Regions from separate parts of the Zea mays genome. Here region 1 is linked to region 2. The links are chromatin contacts, called in public Hi-C maps. All regions are on one chromosome and are shown on one strand. The core of a region is the stretch at or near the end of the contact, and the rest is flanking DNA. Distances in the headings are between cores, read along the strand shown. Region 1 holds the start of LOC100193725. Region 2 holds the start of LOC103651072 (WUSCHEL-related homeobox 8-like).

What was found. Hi-C and Micro-C count contacts between places; a contact is called where the count stands out from the background.
Region 1: a Hi-C map of root tip shows a contact between it and region 2, with 4 times the contacts expected there. The contact joins the promoter of LOC100193725 here to the promoter of LOC103651072 in region 2. A contact is called at or near these places in 11 of 25 Hi-C or Micro-C datasets (bundle sheath, ear, endosperm and 4 more) and 1 of 3 datasets of contacts at active chromatin or transcription factors (leaf).

Annotation. Positions count from the first base shown.
Region 1 is chr3:190,770,002-190,775,135 of Zm-B73-REFERENCE-NAM-5.0, reverse strand. It overlaps LOC100193725, which reads left to right and starts at 2,321. Exons shown (of 7, transcript NM_001138813.1): 1 at 2,321-2,629; 2 at 2,780-2,868; 3 at 3,169-3,323. The coding sequence starts at 2,532.
Region 2 is chr3:190,592,102-190,597,533 of Zm-B73-REFERENCE-NAM-5.0, reverse strand. LOC103651072 (WUSCHEL-related homeobox 8-like) reads left to right here and starts at 2,696. Exons shown (of 3, transcript NM_001301436.1): 1 at 2,696-3,417. The coding sequence starts at 3,201.

The sequences.
Region 1 (5,134 bases), core at 1,072-3,571, 180 kb before region 2:
GTGAATGCCACCCGTCAGTGGAATGGACAGGCGCACGTGTTATCTGTAATGAATGCAGTGGCGCGCGTAGCCCAGAGGCGTCACGCCGGGTTCCACCCGTTGGCTTATGCCGCGCGCAGTATGCCACGTGGCAACATCGATGTTCCGCCTGAGCGGGGAGCAGGAGTGTATACAGATAGGTCTGGAGCACACAAGAGCAGGTCTGGACACGTGTTAGCTCTGGACCCCCGCCTGGGCCTTAAGTAAGGTCTTGGGACCCCACTGTGGGCGGTCCAGACCCCATACGGAGGGGTCTGGATCCCATTCTAGGGGTCCGGTCCGTACACGTGGGAGTCCTGGACCATCTTGGAGGTCCAGACTGTATATCCAGGGGTCCAGCACTTTCCCATGGGGTCCGGACTCACTGTTGATGCCTTGGAGTATATCACTTTCTCTGGCCACGTGGTGGCCCCGGAGCCGTCCACGTGGTGGGGTCGGATGCTGTTGCTGGCCCAGAGTAGTCACCCGAGGCTGAGGCGAGTCACGACCTGGCTCCACGCAAAGCTCCTTTACCACGCGACTAAAGATAGCCGCGTGGGTACTGCGTCTTCATACTGTAGTGAGGGATACCCTAGTTTCAGGGTACCGACAAGTACCAAAGGGGGATCTCAGTGTACAGTGTCTGGAATCTGATGAACTCAATCCGGAAACGTCGATTCGCTACAACAAATCAGGGATAACAAATGGTAACTACCAATGAAGTTCGAAGGGATCGGTCCGCTTACGTACCAGTTCACGAATCGTCGAGAACAACTTGGAATCTCGTTGTCATTGAGAAGAATCCCAACTCTGTCTACACGAGGAACAAACAAAACACATGGGTAAAGCGACGCGACGGAGGAAACATGAAGATGGAGGGCAAGCACGGGAGAAACCTGGGAGGCGATACGAGAGTGGTTAGAGGATGTGGGGACCAGAGAAACCCTAGAGTGGCGAGAGCAAAGAGCTGTTTGGATGCCCAGCCAGCCAAGCTTTCTACGAAAGCATGGTTTTGCCCGCTTTTAGCAGACCGTTGCGGGGTGGCTTTGGTGGGAAGCGCAGTGGGGTCAAGCGGTGGTAGAAGCTGGGCATTTGGGAAGCCAAGCAGGCTTATGGCCTCTAGAATCACCCAAGAAGCAGATCCAAACATGCCAGAGGGATCGCGCGGTGGCTGCTGGCCCTGCTCGGTGGTGGCTGGGGGAGTGGCGGGAGGTGGCGGTGGCAGTTGCAGCATGTGGAAGTTGATGGATTGGTGAGCGACTCGCACGCGAATAGGGAGCTCGGTTAGTTGCGCAAGTTTGCGCAGTGAGAGGGACACTATTCGCGTGCCGGAAGATAAGAAGCTCGGATAGGTCATTGTTGGACGTGTATTTTTCTTTAAAACAAAGATTGGACCCAAGGTTTTAAGGAGCTATTAGAGATGCTCTTATACAAGGCTTCGCATGCGTGGCTCGCAGTCGCGATTCGTGATTCCCTTTTGGGCCTTTGCCATTCATTGGCTGGTTGGCTCCCTCGACTTGCCAACTCTACAGTTTGCTCGATTGGGGCGGTCCCGGTTCTGGCGGCCTGAAGAGCGTTAGCAAAATGGGCTTATTTTCTCTAGCAGATCGCGTAAAGCACTTAGATGGTACTGTTTATATAGTTAAGTTTGAAATATAAGATATGATAGAAGATAGAAATGACAAGATATTGGACGTTACATGTGGGTGTGAATGTGGTCGTGCATTGCTATGATTGTTATATATGACATATGATTAATTTTGTTTTAATAAAGTACAAAATATATGTTTTCTATTGATTAGGTGGGTGTGAATGTGGAGCCAACAACCAAGGTTCAAACACTCAGTTATATATAATTTCACCTTATTTTTTTACATAAACTCTCCTATTTAGTAGTAGAGATAGAGAAGATATTATAGAAGTGCGAGTTGATTCTTAAGAAATATAGATTTTTTTAAAAAATATTAACGCGTGACGACCGTTGAAACTGATGTCTTAATAGTAGATATATAGATAGATAGAAATAACACTTTTATTATATTCTGTAAGGTATGAGTATATATCTAGTTAGTCTAAAGTGCAAAACACTTGCATAGCCACATGCCCGATCTCAATCATACACCGAGCTAAACTCCCCCGATCTCAATCATACACCGAGCTAAACTCCCCTAAACCCTATGCCAAACCGAGCAACGAAAAAAAGGTATCACCAACCGGTGGCGGCTGTCAAAAAACCTACTCCACCTTCCGCCGCTATAAACCCTACGAAGAGCGGAAGAGGGTAAAAGGGTGGCCAGCTAGCCGAAGAAACACCCAGACGAAGCGGCCGTTTTTGGCATCTCGTATGTGCAACTTCGCTGGAACCCTCCTCGACTGATTTTACCGCACAGCAGAAAAGGAGATAAAACACGACAAAAATTGAAGGAAAACGCATTCACATCTTCTCTTCGTCCGCCGCCGCCGCCTCTCTTCATTGGTAGCACCTTAATCCGACCCCAGTCCAGCCCGCCGCCATGGAGGCGCTGACGGCCACGGACAAATGCTTCTCCCCGGCCAGGGCGATGTTCCCGATGCCGATTGTGAGGCCACCTGCATCACCAGACCATGCCAGGTAAGACGGCACCCCGATTTGATTCTTGAAAAACAATCGCTTTTTTGCTGTAACCTGTTTCCCTGTTTTTGGTGTTCTTGTATCGTGGTCTGAATCGTGTCCTTTTTTCTGTGTTAATTGGGTGGGGCTGATTTGATTGCGGCGGCGCAGTCAGTATCTGGAGGACTTGTTGCAGGAGCAACAGAAGCTCGGGCCATTCGTGCAGGTGCTCCCAATCTGCGGCAGGCTGTTGAATCAAGGTGAGATAATTTTCAGCTTTATTTGTAGTAGTCTTGCTCAGATTCGGTAGTTCATATGCTACGTTCCTCTACGAGCTCTGTCTTTATGATAAATAAAAGAGCAGCCTTTTCATCTATTTGTTCATAAAAGGCACATTGGTTTAACATGGGACGACTTGTACGGGGAACTCCCACAGTCTTGGTGCAACATATAATTGTTTGGGGCTCCTAATTGTTTTGGTGCTGAAAATGGCAGAACTTTATCAATAATAGGCATTTACTCATGTTTATGTTATGCTGATCGGAAACCATAATGTGCAGAGATAATGAGAACATCAAACCTGCTTTCTAACTTTGGAGTTAGAGGAAATGAGAGGTTGCCACCAATTGCAAGTCCGAACCACATGCATCCATTGCCCCGGGGACCTGATTTCTGTGGAAACGGTTTCGGTCCATGGAATGAGATGCATCCTGAGGTATCTGTGCTACTTAAATTGTTCTGACATTTCACTTCATCCATTTACTGGATACCTCTGAACTGTATGCTAAAGAATTCAATATGGAAAACTGATGCTACATAGTGTGTAGCTTGCCTGCTACTGAAGTATAATCATAAATATAGTGTTGACATCTTGCTGTACCCATTTTCCCCATAATGGCAAAGCCCACTTTGTTGTACTTTGTCAAGGGCGTTAAGCCCTTGGGTAGCTGGACCTCAGCTACGTAATTCGTAGCCTCAATCCGTCTTCTTTGGCAAGGTTAGTCCCTTAGCCGCAGGCTTGATTGCGACAGAGAGATAGGAGAATAGAGGAGTAATATCTTTGTTGCCTTTATTGATTGATCGTCTCCCCATATATATATGGCCGACTCGCCCCAACTAACTGGAGCGACAGACTCCTTTAATCTAGCAACTAACCAACTAACTCCTTTAATCTAGGAACTAGTAGAAATCTATCTCTATTAATGATCTTATCTCCCGGTGGTGGCACAGTCTTCTCCCTGCGTGCCCATCGCACGTTCTGTGTGCTCAACCATGACATCTCTCCCCCTGTCGAGGAGCAGCTTGTACTCGAGCTTGAGTTTCGGATACATGACGCGGAATGGCTCGATGTCTTCCCAAGTAGCAGATGTTGTCGACTCGCCCTTCCATTGGACAAGAACTTGGATCACCCCGCGAGCCAGACAAGAACATATGGTACGTTCTGGCTTAGGGGCAATGACGCCATGATGCATAGGCGGCAGGGGCGGAGGGGTGGCCGATGTTGAGCCTTGGAACTTCTTGAGCAGCCCCACGTGGAACACGTCGTGAATGAGGGTTTGAGGCGGCAAAGCGAGACGGACGACAACTTCGTTGATCAGCTCGGTGACGCGATACGGCCCGAAGAAGCGTGACCTGAGCTTACTGGCGATAGTTTGGGGATGCGAAGACGCCGCGCGCTGCCGCAGTTGAAGGAGCACCCAGTCGCCCACTTGGTATGCGACATGGTGGTGCACCTTGTCGTAATGCAGCTTCTGCATCGCTTGAGCTTGTTCCAGCCGATACCGGATGTCGGCTAGGAACTCTTCTCGTTCCTCCATGCTCTTGGCGACAGCAGCCACCCTCGTGTCCCCCAGTTCATATGACCGGACAGATGGCGGATCGCACCCGTAGACGACGCGGAAGGGTGTGTCCCGCAACAAAGTCTGGTAGGCGGTGTTGAAGACGAACTCTGCCCAGGGCAGCCGACGTAGCCACTGGCGAGGTCTGTCCCTCGTGAGGCATCGCAAGTACATGATGATGACGTGGTTGGCCGCCTCCGATTGCCCATATGATTGTGGATGGAACACCATAGTCATGTGCAGCTTGGTACCCCATCAGGCGCATGAGTTCACGCCAGAACATCGACGTGAAGATCGGGTCCCTGTCCGACACCATGGATTGAGGGATGTTGTGTAGTCGAACGATGTCGGTGAAGAACGCATGGGCAACAGACTCGGCTGTGTACGTGTGCGCTAGTGGGATGAAATGACAGTACTTGCTGAACCTGTCCACCACCGTTAGTATCACAGGCTTGCCACGGATGCGGGGCAACGCTTCAACGAATTTGAGGGCGATGTCAGTCCAAACGCCCTGAGGCACCGACAGCCGGGAGTAGGAGGCCAGTCGGGTGCAAGTGCTCGGACTTGTACCGTTGGCAGATGCCGCATGTGCCCACCAAGTTCTGCACGAGATGCTTCATGTTAGGAAAATGGAAGTCGCGCCGCAGACGGTGCAGCGTGCGCTGAACCCCCTCGTGTCCCTCCTCGT
Region 2 (5,432 bases), core at 1,447-3,946:
GATGATGCAGAACGAGGGCACATGGCACTTGGTAACTGCTACTTTTGCAGAAAATGCAGTATAATGCAAAACCTTGTAATGGACTGACACTGGTACCATCTATACTGTCTGAAGTCACTGTCCAGACTGAACATTTAAATCAGTCAAAATTTGCCTGAAATACTTTATTGGGTTACAAACAAATGACATTTATCTGCAGCTAAAAACTATGGCCGCTAATATTGAGATCCCTGAATTGATTCTATAAAAACGAACTACAGATTGTTGAATTTCTGATCGACAACAGAAATCGTAGGGGAATGGATGTGCTGATTCAACTGGTCATAGAATTTTTGTGCAGATCTCAGCATATAAGTGCATGATCTATGACAACGCTACTGCTATTCTGCTACCTGAACCTGTTGTACTGCTACTCTTCTACTCTCTTGTGAGCGACAACCAAAGGAAGCTCGTTGCTACTACTCTACTACCTAAACCAGGCGTGAGCATCACATTACGCAAATGAAATCACCTCTGCTCTCGATGTCAATGCTGTCAATATTGTCCAGATCGATGTCTTAGCATGGTTTACTTCTTACTGTTCCAACTGAACTCGGTTAATCCCACAAAGGAAAAATGCCATAGTTTCCTAGAGATATCAATTGCAGTGCTAAGAACAAGCAGAGAGGGGAAAACACCAACCAATCATTGAGGTGGTTGCCCTGTATGTGTGATTGCACATAGTAGTTCACATGATTTGTTAGCTCCACGATCCCCGCTTCTGGGTTTACTCTTTTGACTGCTAAATCACCAACATTTGCTAGTCTTCCCTGAGCAAATGACAAAGATGACAAATTCTTCGATTAATTCAGTACCTTGTAGATGGTATTAGACTGGGTAAGTAAAAAAGGCAATTAAAAGCTTGATGGTTCCATTATCTGAAGTTTGTATTCACGATTAATTTGGCAAAACTATCAACGTCAAAAGCTTGATGGTACTTCCATTATTTGAAACCAGTGATAAGCATTTCTAGTAGGTACAGTGATAAGCATTTCTTCAAACTTCAGAAAATGGACACCACACTTTCATATTGATTGAAGGCGTAAAGTATGACCGATTAATTCAGCAATGCATCAGCTTTTACAAGATTCAGGGCATTTCCAAACAGACATGCCAATAAACAAAATTCTTCAGTGGTTGCAAAATCTGTGAGAATCATTAAGTGACAATGCATCAGGATATCTCGTTGTCCAAATCATTTCTGTATATACATGCATAGTTTCAACAGGATGCTATTTTTGTCATCACAAGTTCACAACCTAAATCAACCTCAGTTCAAACAAACAAGGAACAGAAACAGAATATCAGGTAAAACTGACCTGTACCAAGCACCGGATCCAAAAGTAGACGCGGGGAGACTCCTCTTCGCTGCGAGGCAGTCAAGGGGGAAGTCTGTCATGGGACAGTGCCCGCAGGCCGCGGTCCAGACGTGCACGGCACGGACCGCTTGCCGGAGTTGCCGCGCCATCGTTGTGTGGCCCCCTGCCGTGAGGCTGCCTAGGAAGAGCTCGGTGCTGGCGGCGACGAGCAGGGCCACCTCACTCTTCAGCTTCTAGATGTCTCGGAAGATGGGGAGGAGGTGGTAGAGCAGAACCTCTCGTGACGGGGAGCAGCAGGCCCGCTTGATCGGGTGATGGTGGTGGGAAGGGTACGGAGGGGATGAAGGGGAATGTACGAGCTCGTCGCCGAAGATGGAGGAGGACCGCTTGCCTCCTCCCAGATCCCATCGCGGTGGCCTTGCTGCTCGTCTCGCAACATTTGCATGCCACGCACCATGGCATCGTGGATGGCCTCCTCCAGGTGCCGGATCTCGACCTCCCCCTCGGTCGCATCTGCCTTCCTCCGTGGCCTCGCTACCAAGGTCAAGATCATCGAGATCGACCTCACCGAGGAAGACGGGGAAGGTGGGAAGGGCGACGTCTCCGGTGTTGAAGGGGATCGGGTGTCCGGTGTTGAAGGGGCCGCGACTGCAAGATTGGCGGGGGGAGGGCGAGGGCGGCGCCATGGATCCGGGCTTGGACCGCGCTGGTGACAGCTGCGGGGAAGGGGCGACATTCACGCCACCGGACGTCCGCGCCGCCCACCTCTCCTTCGCCTCTGACGCCCATGCCCTCCGCCGGCCGGGTCGCGCGGAGGTCGCACGATTCGCGGCAGCGGGGATGCGGATGGGGATGGGGCGGCGGCGGCTCACGCGGGGTGGGGAGGGGAGGCGGGGGAACGAACGCGGGTGTGGGCGGGCGAACGGTGTGGATTCACAGAAGCGAACGGATGGTACAGATTCACCGAAGGCAGAACACAAAAAGGCAGGCTACTATTGCTTACTTAATAAGTAGTAGAGATTTGCGCCCATCTTCAATGTTAAGGAAAAGCATAACGTTTGTGCTGCCGCGATAATTGCTGTCTGCGTTTGGGTCCCACCGCCAGGGGGCCGGTCGACGTCTCCGTCCACGGGTCAGGTCTCCTCCCGCTGCCCGACGCAAGGAGCCATTGACCACCCAAGGGCCCCTGCCTAGGACGGCCCCACCTGTCTGTCGTGCCGCTGATCGCCCGTCGCTGATGGGGCCCGGCCAGCCCACCCACCCCTCCGCACGTCACGGCGTAACGCGCGGCGCGACCCATCCGTCCCCTCCGTGTTCTGTCCGCATGCGCGCGCCGCCCGTAATTTCTTTCCGCCGCGAGTCGCGGCGCCCGCTCGTGGCCGGTGCGCGCGTCCACAACCGCCGCCACCGCCTTCCCACTTCCAAATACGCCTGCTGCCACTTTCCCCATTCCTGTCTGACCATCCCCACGCCCCCCTGCTGTGGCCTCTGCTCTCTCCTGCCAGTTCACCTGCTGCCTCCGGTGCCCGCTGCTGTGCCTCGCTCGCTCACCACCACCAATCGCCACCCCGTGCGGCAGCCGCGCTGCCATCCCGCGGAGGACTGGAGGAGCACGCATATCCGAGCCTTCCCTGCCGCGTCGCATGGACTCATGCTGTCGCGGGCCGCCTCCCGCATCGCCTCCAACCGGGTGCCTGCCTAACTGGCCGATTTTCTTCCTCGCGTAGCCCCATTCCGCAGCACAAATAGCGCGTCACTTTCCCAATTTCTATCGCGTGCCCCCCTTCCGATCCTGCCATTTCGTGCATCCTGTAGCGTCTGGCAGTGCGGGGGTCATCGGGGATGGAGTGGGTGGACAGGACCAAGGCCTCCGCCGCCGCCGCCGCAGCGGCGGCGGACGAGAGGGCTGGGGGAGCGGAAGGGCTCGCGGGATACGTCAAGGTCATGACCGACGAACAGATGGAGGTGCTCCGCAAGCAGATCTCCATCTACGCCACCATCTGCGAGCAGCTTGTCGAGATGCACCGCGCCCTCACCGAGCACCAGGACACCATTGCAGGTCGGTCGCCGCAGTTGCGGGCAAAACCAATTGCTACTCTCTGCTCGTCTTGTTGTCTGTTATGGGGGTTTGCAAACGGGAATTTTTGGGGATTCCTTTGCTTTTCCTTGGGACCTGCATTGTGGCTTGTCCCATCTTTGCCTCTTTGTCCAGAAAGAAAAATCGTGTAGTTTTCTTTTCTTTTTCTTTTTTTTTTTTTTGCCATGGCTTCTCTAAAGTCCGCATGCTTTGGTTATTTATGAATAGAGCTAATTCTGGCGTTACAAGAAGATGCGTTGGCCGATCATACGAAATTATTAGCGGTCAAACTCTTTTCATTTTTACTCGCCGTCCAAGATTTGCTATTATAGTTGTTTATCGCTTCATGAGCAGGTTTCATTCATCACTGTTGGCCTTCTGTTCAATTTATGTCCAGTACTTTAGTCTGCCATCTCCAATTGGTGAAGAGTGAAGGAGTATCTTTTCACTCTGTTCATGTTGCTAGATGCATAGTTTCGGCTGCCTGGTCTGCTTTACTCTGCTCGCCATCTGTGTACTATGGCTTTTGTCTAGTCCGTTTTACTCTGCTAGCCGTCTATGTACTATCTTACAATGGTAATCATGGGTATGGGGGTAGTAAGAATATAATTCATAATGTGTTGCTAGTTTCTGTCATTAATTAACTGTAGTGGTTTCTTTTGGATTTGTTATTTGCACGAGATGCTACTCGTAACATATCTTGGTAATGGAATTGTAATGACCATCCTTTTCTTTGGTTTAGTGAACCAATTTACAATGTGTGTTAGGCTGCATTGTTTCTTTGCAGTGAGGTTAGGACAACTGCGTTAATGCATTGATTACAGAAACCCATAAACTAGAACTTGCAAGCAGAATTCCATTTAGTGGACCTTATTGTCTGGTTGAACAGAACTTGCATTATTTGTTGTGCACTTTGTAGATACCTGACAATAGGTTATAAGTGCCAACACATCAAAATGGGAATAGGTTTAGTCAATACCAAGGAGTGGGAATCCTTGTTCTTATTTGCTTCTCTCTTTTTGAGTTAGTGACCTAATCTACATGCATTTTGATTAATTTCTCAAGGTCATCATGGTTGCAGCATGATTGTTATTTGTGCTAAAATTCTATTTTTCTCTATATGATATGGTTTCTATGCCCAAGCAATTAGTTCTTTAATTGGAAGATTATCATAACCCCTCTGCAAGGATGACACACGCAAATAGAAAAATGGTCCTTTAGTTAAAGAAATAATAATGAATAGCTATTACGACATGATTGTCATGTAGGGCCAACCAATTGCTATTCTGTGCCACGTGCACCCTGCCACAGTGCCACCCTGATTATTCCATATTCTTCTGCTGTCCTGCAGAATCTAAGCTTGACTTCCAAGGAGGTACAAGTTTTGCATGTGTCTTTCGTTGGGCCATCAGCCCATCACACTTGCATTTTTACTACGTGGTTGCCATTTTTTTATTACTCATAGCCGTTACATATCACTTAATATTTGAAATTTCCGAACTTAATCATGCTGTAATCAATTTATATACTTCAGTTAGCTAGATTCTTCTCTACTTTTTTTCTCTCAATATGCAGGAGAGCTGCGTATCATTGCATTAAGAAGAAAAGCCGAATACAAATGGCCTGCGAGGCTGCAACCCCGGGCAAAGGAGTCCGAAGAGGAAACCCAAAGAAAATATAAAGAAACTACTAAAAAAGAGAAGGCCAGGTCACAACCACTAACTACAACTTCCTAAGAATTTCCTGATCCAAGAGCACGCAAACCAGCTGCTCCAACAAAACACCAAAGATTGCGCTCATCCATAAGGGACCGGAGATTTGCATAAACTTTTTTTAGCTTTCATTAGGTCATTTTTTAAATATTCCGTATTCCAATGATTCACCCTAATTACTTACATTGATGGCCGCACAACATCCCACCTGTCCCTTTTTAGAATAATCTTTAAAACAGACTTCACTGAATTTGCCCTTCCTCCTGTACAAGTGTTTTAATGCTC